Regions from separate parts of the Xenopus laevis genome. Here region 2 is linked to region 1. The links are chromatin contacts, called in public Hi-C maps. All regions are on one chromosome and are shown on one strand. Each heading gives the region's core, a stretch centred on a gene start, on an enhancer-like site or on the middle of the called end of the contact. The rest is flanking DNA. Distances are from core to core; before and after follow the strand shown.

Region 1 (5,136 bases), core at 2,294-4,793:
TTTCATTCTACTGTGCATGCGTCTGCCCCAAGAAATTTGAAGAAAGAAGAAGCCGGAAGAGGGCCGGCGAAGTTTTCTGCTGATAGGAGCACCGGCCGGAGTTTCAGGTCAGTAAATACATTCACTTGGGGGTGCCTTACATTTGGCACCTCCAAGTGTGAAACAACTTTCCTTCTCCTGTAGGCTTTCAGCTTTGCAGATATTGCTTCTCTAGCTATGAATTCAGCATAGATCAGAGCTATTTTTGTTGATGTCGTTTATAGTAGAGATTATGAACACATATTCCTCTTTGCTGCTGAAAGGGGCGTATTAGCAGAATAACCGGCCAGTTATTAATTTTCTTCTCCTGCTCTTGTATATCAGATATGATGACTGCTGGGCCAGGAGAGAATTTGTGACTTAGACTGAATGCCACATTAGTGAAGAGGAAGGGGAGTTGGAGGATGATGCATTAAAAGCCTACAGGGACTAGAGTGAAGGGAGAGATGGGGGAGGTGTTGGAGAGCAGGAGGTGGGGGCTGTAGGAGAGAAAGGCAGTGGGTGAGGGGAGGAGATACAGAATGTAAAAATTAGTTTTGTAAGAAATACAAGGAAATATATTCTAAAACAGAGCTGCCACAGCAGAGAGCAGATTATAGAGGGAATAAGCTCAAAGGCCAGTGTTGTGTTAATGGAAGAAATACATAAGCATTAAAAATGTCTGACTGAATAAGGGACAGAGTAGTTGGGACAGAGCGGGAATAGGATTTTCAGTACCAGTGAAAAGAAGAGAAAGAAAGAAATAAATGTGGGTTTGTCATGGGGGGGAGACATAATCTGGAGGCTGAAGGAATGAGAAAGAAAATGTCAGTGTTTGTATGTGGGTGTGAGATGATGGGAGAAAGCACAGGAGTGTGGGGCAAGGAAAGGGGAGGAATGGGAGATGGCGTATTAGCCTTGTATTCTCTTATACTTTCAAGGAGAACTAAATCCTAAAGAATAAATATTGCTAAAACTGCCATGTTTTATATACTAAACTAAACTAAAGTTTCAGCTTGTCAATAGCAGCAATGATCCAGGACTTCAAACTTGTCACAGGGGGTCACCATCTTGGAAAATGTCTGTGACACTCACATGCTCAGTGGGCTCTGAGCAGCAGTTGAGAAGCTAAGCTTAGGGGTCGTCTCAAGTTATCATGCAGAAAATGATGTTTGTCTGTAAGCTGAGGCTACAAGGCTGATTATTAAATTCTTATGCTAGTTGTACTGGTTTCTGTGCTGCCATGTAGTAATTATCTGTATTAATTAATTAATAATCAGCCTAATACAGTGACATTTCTATTCTATGTGTACTGTATATTGTGAGTGGGTCCCTAAGCTCAGTAAGTGACAGCAGCACAGAGCATGTGCAGTGGATCAGCAGAAAAGAAGATGGGGAGCTACTGGGGCATCTTTGGAGACACAGATCTTTACTGCTAAAGGGCTGTGGTTGACTTGGGTTGGTACAGAAACCCAAAACATAATGTACAACATTTCTAGCTACTTCTTTAGTTTAACTTTCCTTGTCCTTTGGGACCGATGAAGAAAAACAAGGCTGACCATCCAGAGAATAATGCTTCATTTTCATGTGAATCTATAAAAAAACAATACTTTACACTGAATATCAAAATCTCTATGCCCTTTACCTCTTCAAAACAATAGTCCACTATGAATTTGAGTGACTTGCCATACATTGGTGAAGCTCTTTTATATCCTGCAAAAGAAAATACTAGATTCCAAAACATGGATGAGGCAATGCATTCACAGGGTAGGATCAGGTATATGTGCTGTTAGGGAAGTAAGAATGCTATCAGCAGACATAGTCATAAAGTCATTTACGTTTCAGAAAACAATGTGCCAGCAATAGGACTTTCTTTAGTCCCTAAATTGCTATAGGTGTCTGTGCTCTGTTTGGGAGCACAGTATCCATAAGGATGGAGGGGGGAAGCATGTAGGCACCATCCACCCTCCCACCTGCTTTTCATTTAAATGCATAAGTTAGGGTGCAGCAGACAATGCAAGCCATAATGGTGCCATGTTTTTGGCAGTAAGAATAGGGCAGACTTGCACCACCTGTGCACCTTGACCTGGACTTTGTTTATGTATGACGCGGTGCAGAATGAAGACAGACTGATGGGGCCAGAGCTGCCTCAATGAGCACTAAGGGGCATGCTCTTATTTGGTTATAGCATGTTAATCATCATGTATCATGGACTTTACCATAGTCGACTCAGTAGGGGCTATTTAGTTCAGGAATCCCCAATCTTTTGAACCCGTGAGCAACATTCACAAGTAAAAGGAGTTGGGGAGCAACACAAGCATGAAAAAATGTTCTTGGGGTGCCAAATAAGTGCTGTGATTGGCCATTTTAACCTGCGCCACAAAGAAGCGCAGGAAGGAATGCAGATGATTAATTTAAAGGGGACCTGTTACCCAGACATAAAAAGCTGTATTATAAAAGTCCTTTTCAAATTAAATATGAAATCCAAATTCTTTTTTTTTATTAAAGTATTCATAGCTGTTGCAAATTCATTTAAAATTCTCAGCTTTAAATCAGATATTGCCTGCCCATCCTCTATGCCTTAGGGATAGGGGCGGGGCAAGCAATTACTTTCACTTTCCATTCAGCTAGATGTTACCGCACTCCCCATATTCTTCCCCTCTCTCTTCTCCATTTAATTGTGTAACCAGTGTATGGGGATGGCCATCAGCTCCCCCATTCTGGTGCACAAACTATATTTTGAGATGATGGAAGACTTGTCTTAATAACAGTGTCCACAAAAATGCTCCTGCCTGCTTGCTATAATTATGAATTCCCAGACTGAAAATAAAACAATATTCAAATAATTTATATAGTGTAATTAAAGTTCATTTTGCTTGACTAACGTGATAAAATAGGATTTGGAATATTTCTTTTGGGTGACAGGTCCCTTTTAAAGGGGCACGTACTGACACAGGCACATGAATGCGCCAAATGCAGGTGGAACGCAATTCGGCAATTACATGTGCCTGTGTCAGTACGTGCCCATTAAGGAATGGTTGACTGCGTTCCTTCCTGCTCTTTTGTAGCTGAGTGCTTTAAAAGGAAATGCAGGGGAGTGCAGGTTAAAGCTCTCATCTGGACCAGTCCTAAGGGCTTTGGCACACTGGTCATATTGGTTACTTTCGCCAGCAAAGAACTCAAAAATAAATGTCTGACAGCTCTGGCACTGTTGCTTTTCAGCCAGAAAATGCTCAGTATCAGTGGTGTTCCTTGTTTCCTAGCCACAGGTGCTTCTACATTCACAAGAATACACCTTGGGTGCCATAAAACTTGGGGCAAAGGCATATAGATCTTAGGCTCCTCTGCTCTCAGACTGAGTATTTTTTTCAGGCTGAGAGATGGGATGCGCTCTGTGCCTCAACTCGATTCATTTTAATAAGATCTGCTAGCATGCAGTCACACAGAGCAGTACAGAGATCAACCCATAAACTAGATATTTCCGGGCCGAGCTCTGCTGCATGTGACTGCACACAAATGGAAACAGTTCAGATGAATGCAGCTGGGGGCACACAGCGTATCCACTACTTCTCTCAGCCTGCAAAAAACATGCAAGCCGAGAGCAGCAGAGCCTATGCTCCATGCATCCTTGCCCTTAAAAAAGAAAGATAGAGAGTGCCTGTAAACCTGATCCCTGTGAGTAACTTTATACAGTATTCCCTTTAACTCAGCAGATAGGTAGCAGATAGGTAGTAGGAGATTAACCAACCTACTATTATATTTTTGGAATGTATGTAGCTTGGAACTTCCATGGATATGTGATAAATATATACAGTTTCAACGATTAACTCTAATCTACAATCTTTTTAGTCAAGTACAGTGGCAGCCAAGTTTTTTTTTTTTTATCAGATGAGGGGTTTTGTTTTCTCCTAATATATTCGAAGAAAAAAAAAGGGACATAACCGATTGTTCACAAAACCACAGGTGTTATATTTAAATAAACGTAAATGTGGCATTCACATGTGGAAAATAAGTGCACTGCTACATTTATCACTTGCTCAAATACTGACCTAAAATTAGAATCTGGTGAAGCAGATCAGGTGCAAATGAATAGAACATTGTTGTGCTTGGAGGAACCTGTCTTATTTAAACCTTGTCTAAACCTGTATTATATAAATTCGAATGTTTCTGATTTTTTCAATAAAAAACGTCTGACCATTTAAGAATCCACGATTTACCCTTTTTTTATCACAAAAACTGCAATTTTTTTTGATTGTTGCGCGAAACATCTGAATTTTTGGGGTTTGCTGTCGAAAAAGTCAGAATTTTTGGTGAAATCGGTGGAAAGGCCCGAAATGTTCTGATTATCATACGAAACCCAGCGCAGACAATAATATCTTCAAATTGCAAATAGGACCTCTGCCATTGCCCATTGACTTCTACAGGGCCTCAACAGGTTGAAGACTGAGTATTTTCGAATTTGAACTTTTTGCAGCCTCGGGGTATAATAAATCTCGAAAAGTTTTTGTTTCTTTTTTCACAAAAAAATCGGATTTTATGGAATTTTTCAAGTTTTTACCATTCAGACTCCTCAACAAGTGGAGAAAAATGAAACAACACCAACAAACTCCAATTACCACATGCCAGCAACACACAACCGGCTGTTTACATAAACTATTATAGAGTTTCTGAAGCAAATACACTTGCAGTACAAACTGTATATTATATCTTCATTACTTTAATACATTTAAATTTTTTGGTGTTTCTGTTTTTTTAAATCCTTCATGGATGATTCAGTATTTATGTATATATATATATATATATATATATATATATATATATATATATATACATATATATATAGACATATATAAGAGTCCTCTGCACTCAACCCATTATCAATATATTTAAGACAGAGACATTTTGTGCATACTGCTACTGAAAAATGCCTTACCCTTTAAACAAAACAGGGATTGTTTGTCCATATATTGCAATATATTTAAGCTGGCCAACTACGTCAAAGTCATCCCATATCTGGCCAGTCCTATGCTCAATTTTCATCTGATTCATCAAGAATTCTATTGCTTCATTATACATTTTACAAAGGGACTAAGTTTTACCTGCAACCTACTCGCTGCT
Region 2 (4,948 bases), core at 49-2,548, 60 kb before region 1:
AACAAGGAAGGCGCCTCATGCATCACATTCAGACAGAACTCAGACCATTTTGATTAAAACATGTTATACTAGCAAGAAGTTGTAGCCTAAAAAAAGAAGTGAGTGGGGATAGCAAGAAAAGTACACCACCAGTTAAAACAGAGGTACAGGGAAGAAAATGGGCCCTGGTGGTGTGTTTAAAGAAAAACTATACCCCCCAAACAATGTAAGTCTCTATAAAAAGAAAAATTGCATAAAACAGTTCATATGTAAAACCCTGCTTCATGTAAATAAACCATTTTCATTATAATATACTTTTTTAGTAGTAAGTGCCATTGGGTAATCATAAATAGAAAATTGCCATTTTAAAAAATAAGGGCCGCCCCCTGAGATCCTACGATCACGGTGCACACAAACAAACCAAACATGTTAGGTCGCATAAGCCAATTAAAAAGTGTCGGACTGGCCCACAGGGAGACCAGGAAAACTCCCGGTGGGCCCAGGTGTCAGTGTGGGCCCTCATGCTGCTAAACATTTGGACTATTTCATGGTCATTTTTTATTTCTATGAGAAAAAAAGGCTTAATAGATGGAATAATAGATCATAGCATGTAAAAAAAAGAGACTAGGAGAATAGAGGTTGAGTGAAGAGAGGATAAAAATAGTCTTTTGCTTCCACACTTCTTCCTTTTACAGTTGCAGTATTTCTGGTCAGGTGATCTCTGGGGCAACACACAGACCATCACGAAATGGTGGTTCAAGGCAAGAGATGTAAAAGGACAATATTTACTTAAATATATATTCCAGTTTGGTAAGATTCTTTAACATGCCACTTAATTTGATATAAACTATTTGTTGTTTAAGTATTCATTTTGGAGGTATAGATTTCCTTTAAAGCAATATGCCTGACCGAAGAGACCAGTTACCACAGGAATAGTGCCTACAATGCAAGTTACCTAAGGGGCCTGCAATGGATAGCGGTTATGTACGAGGGTCCTCCTGTGAGAAGGTACTGGAGGCTGAAAATTCAATTATATCCATAGACCCTTCAGATGGGGTAATTGGCATTGGGTCTGCTGCCTCAGAGGCAAATTTTCTGGTTTAGAGCATGGAGTTGCCTATGAGCTGCTACTGTCAACACTGACAGCTCTGCATACACAGTTAAAACTCTTGTCCACTACACTATCTTTAGATGTACTGTGGATATTGATCACAAGATAAAATAATAAATTAATCTGTGTGTGGTTACTGTGAGTGGCCACACAAAATTAAATAGGGTATTTAACTCTTTTTGCAACGGTGGGATCATGTGATCGCTTCTGAGGAAGTGGGGAGAAGCCACGAAACGCGTCGAGTGTGTGATCCACAACGATGGGATATTTTGAATTTGACAAGGATTTTTAAAGATGGACTATTAAAGGTGATATTTTATTAACCATTTTCCTCCCTTGTTTGCTCCGTGTTTGGTTGGATATTTCTCTTATAATTCACCTTGTATTGCCACATATTTGAAAATACCTTATTAAATCTTAATCTTATTAAAGAGGGACGTTTTTTTATGTACAAACAAACCCTGCTTCTGTTTTTATCTTTAGCCTACTTAATTTGGAGTATATGAATTTGAGGAGCTGATTGGAGGGTTGGTTATATTTACATACACAAACAAATATACCGTAACACAGTATGATGTATTTCCTGCTGCTTGGGAGATAATGATGTTAATTTTCTGAGTTGCTAGGTGGCAGTGCTGGTTGTACAAGAACAGAAGAAAACATCTTTTATCCTCAGAGGGAGAGAGCGAGAAAAATCTCAGAGCAGCAAGAGCCTCTAACAGATTGATGGGGGATAGCACAAAGAATGGTGGCGGTGGGGGAAGCATGCTGAATGCGGTTTGAGCTCTAGTGCTTACTGCGATAAATATAAGCTAAACTTGGACGAATGTGGACCTTACTAGGGTCAGTAGAGACCCTTCCAAAAGCTACAACGAATTTCCCATGAAGGCTCAGACACCTTCTCCAGAATCCAGAGTAGATATGGAGACTGCCACTAATTTGGAGATCTCCCTGTCAAGGGATCCAGGGAGAGCGGTGGAAATACAAACCAAGAATAATAAAGAGGACGAGTCCCCAGAACTATGGGGCGAATATCAGGGGATATGGGGCAGAGGGAAAGAAATGGAGATGTGTTGGTGCAAGGGTGGGCTACAGGGATGCTGTGAAGGTAAGAGCAAACACACATTTATAATTACGGACTTATATCTGTGCACGTAGAGTCCGTTTTATACTTATATCCTTAACACAATCCATGTTATGGATTCCTTCTGATGTTATCTTTTGTGCCCATAAATGTGTATAAAATGTTTGTCATACACAAAAGTCTCTTGACATTTCATGTGCACCTTCGTTGTATTTTTTTTGTGTGTTCATCTGAGTGTGTGCATGTTTGCATCATGGATACATATACAGTAAATACACTTGTGTTTATCTGTCAAAAATGTCATATTCCCATTTTCATAAGTGTATGTTTGTTATGCAGATACATTAATAAAAGTGTGCATGTTTATGTGTGAAATACAGTATGTTCTATGTTGACGATTGTTTATTATGCTACATCCAGGCTAGTTTCACACCAATTTTTAATAAGCTGCCGTTGATTTCATAAACTGCTGAGAGTAACCCTGTAACAGACCTACTTCTTCAATCTCTTAATCCCAAGATTGCTATCAGCTATATTTAGATTTCTGCAGTGCACAAAGCTGCCCTGTGCATCACACTGCTTTGCATAAAAATAGGGATTTAACAGAAACATGGCCATCCTGCCTATGTTCATTGTGGGACTACAGGAGTACTGACTATACAGTTACACACTTAAAGGGATACTGTCATGGGAAAACATGTTTTTTTTTCAAAACACATCAGTTAATAATCCAACAGAATTCTGAACTGAAATCTGTTTCTCAAAAGAGCAAACAGATTTTTTTTATATTTAATTTTGAAATCTGACATAGGGCTAGACATATTGTCAGTTTCTCAGCTGCCCCCAGTCATGTGCTCTGATAAAATTCAGTCACTCTTTACTGCTGTACTGTAAATTGGAATGATATCAACCCTACCCCCCCCAGCAGCCTAACAACAGAACAATGGGCACAGAAACGTTAAGGTACACGTTTTCACACTGAATTCGGATCTGTGTGCGCTGACAGGTTGATCCAGTGCACACACATGCATTACAAGGTGTGGGTCAGAGCAGATCACTTTCCGCCAGTGAAAATTACCTGTATGCCATTAGTGTTCAGGAGGCCAGGAATCAGGAGTCTGCAATGCAATACAGACAAACAGGCATGGCTGAGTTGTTTGCAATAGATTAAATTATTAGGCTGTGTAAGCACACTAAGAAGTAATTTATAACTGTAGAACGATAAGAGATAAAAAATAAAACATATTTAAACAGTTACATAGTTAAAGAGCATGTGTTGGATAAAAATGTGTGTCCACAAGATGTGCAGGCTAACAGTACTCTAGAAAAGGGGAAACAATCCCTAGCCAGTGTTATGCCTCAAGTTGCTCATTAAAGGGCACCTGTTGACAATAAATATCCACAACCAAAGTTGCAGGCTAATAGAGCCCACACTCCAGTTGGGAGCAACAGTGTTTTTTTTTTATTGCCCCTCCAGAGATTGGACACTCGCACCAGGAGGGTGCTCCAGGTTCGAGCGGCTGTGTCAGTCAGACGTCATATGCATGCACATAATGATAAAGTTGCGGCATTTGCTCATTGTGTGCATGGGTGTGACTCAACATGGTCAACCGAAACGGGAGCTCCCGCACGGTATGAGTGGCCTAGTACTTAATTGCCTGCACCTTTGGTTGGGGATAATATTTTTTGGCAATAGATGGCATTTAAGCGCATGCCACAATCCTAGGTTATACCCATCTGTAAAATGAGCCAGCTGGAGCTCTCACTCATTATACGCATGTGTGTGCCCCAACAATTCTGTTTGCACCAGAGACTCAGTGCTCCCCAGACAATCATTTTCCCCTTCCAAAGTGCAGGCTTTTGTGAGCATTTCTGTTTTGTCCAATTGCCACTACACCCAACATGAAAGCAAAAAAGCCAGTTATAATTATTTCAGTTTTACTTCTCATCATTGTTTTTCAACACTCCCTTTGTCTCTATGTTTAACCTTATTCCTGTAAACATTAGGCCTAAGCAGCACCTTCCGGTGGCAAATCGAGGATGGAATATGCTATGAATGCTGGCATTTTTGCAATACACTAGTTGTATATCTGTGATAAGTTTTTTTTTCAATTGCATTGAACCATTGTGTAGTTTTCAAACATGCAGAAGTATTTGTCCATCTGTAACAGGTCCAGATTGAGAACTAAAATAGGCCCTGGCATTTCAGGTACACAGCCCCCACCAGCCCACTAAATACTGACTTTCTATGGCACCTTATAGCAGCCCCTCTGGCATTTGCCATAACCCACAGATTGCCAGTCCGGGCCTGATCTGTAATGAAGTATATTAATCATACTTTTATTATAGCCTTTCTCCATGGTAGAGTGAACAATTGTAGAATGTATTGACATTGTGCTAATATAGTTTACTTTTTTGCATCAGTCTGATGATAATATAATTCAGTACTGGTAGTTATATAAATTATATATCATTTAAAGATAGGTGGACCACATTAAGAACCACAAAGGAGTCAGAAGTAACACAGATGTCTGAACACAATGAACAATGGTGGTGTGAAGAAAGCACAAGGCCATATGAAAGATCAACAAAACATTCTACAGAAAAAGTAAGTCGGGAATAACCTACCTATATTCACCAGAATAATTTCTTCAATACCTGTGTTACTTGGGTAATGCTATAATGCTTATCACATAATAGGTTACCTTCTTAAGCTTTGACCCTCTCAGCATGCCTGCATATTGATAAATAAGTCAATGCTTTCATACGCTTCC

What was found. Hi-C and Micro-C count contacts between places; a contact is called where the count stands out from the background.
Region 2: a Hi-C map of the XL177 cell line shows a contact between it and region 1, with 3 times the contacts expected there. The contact joins the promoter of LOC121397788 here to the enhancer-like site in region 1. A contact is called at or near these places in 2 of 4 Hi-C or Micro-C datasets (the XL177 cell line and the XTC cell line).

Annotation. Positions count from the first base shown.
Region 1 is chr8S:84,322,563-84,327,698 of Xenopus_laevis_v10.1, reverse strand. No RefSeq gene overlaps it. Among protein-coding and RNA genes, the nearest start is that of LOC108700575, 14 kb to the right of the region's middle. Within about 2 kb of position 3,543, at least 1 of the 7 cell types and tissues checked has an H3K27ac peak or open chromatin away from gene starts, as enhancers often do.
Region 2 is chr8S:84,380,768-84,385,715 of Xenopus_laevis_v10.1, reverse strand. LOC121397788 reads left to right here and starts at 1,298. Exons shown (of 7, transcript XM_041575303.1): 1 at 1,298-1,398; 2 at 1,717-2,198; 3 at 4,655-4,782. The coding sequence starts at 1,973.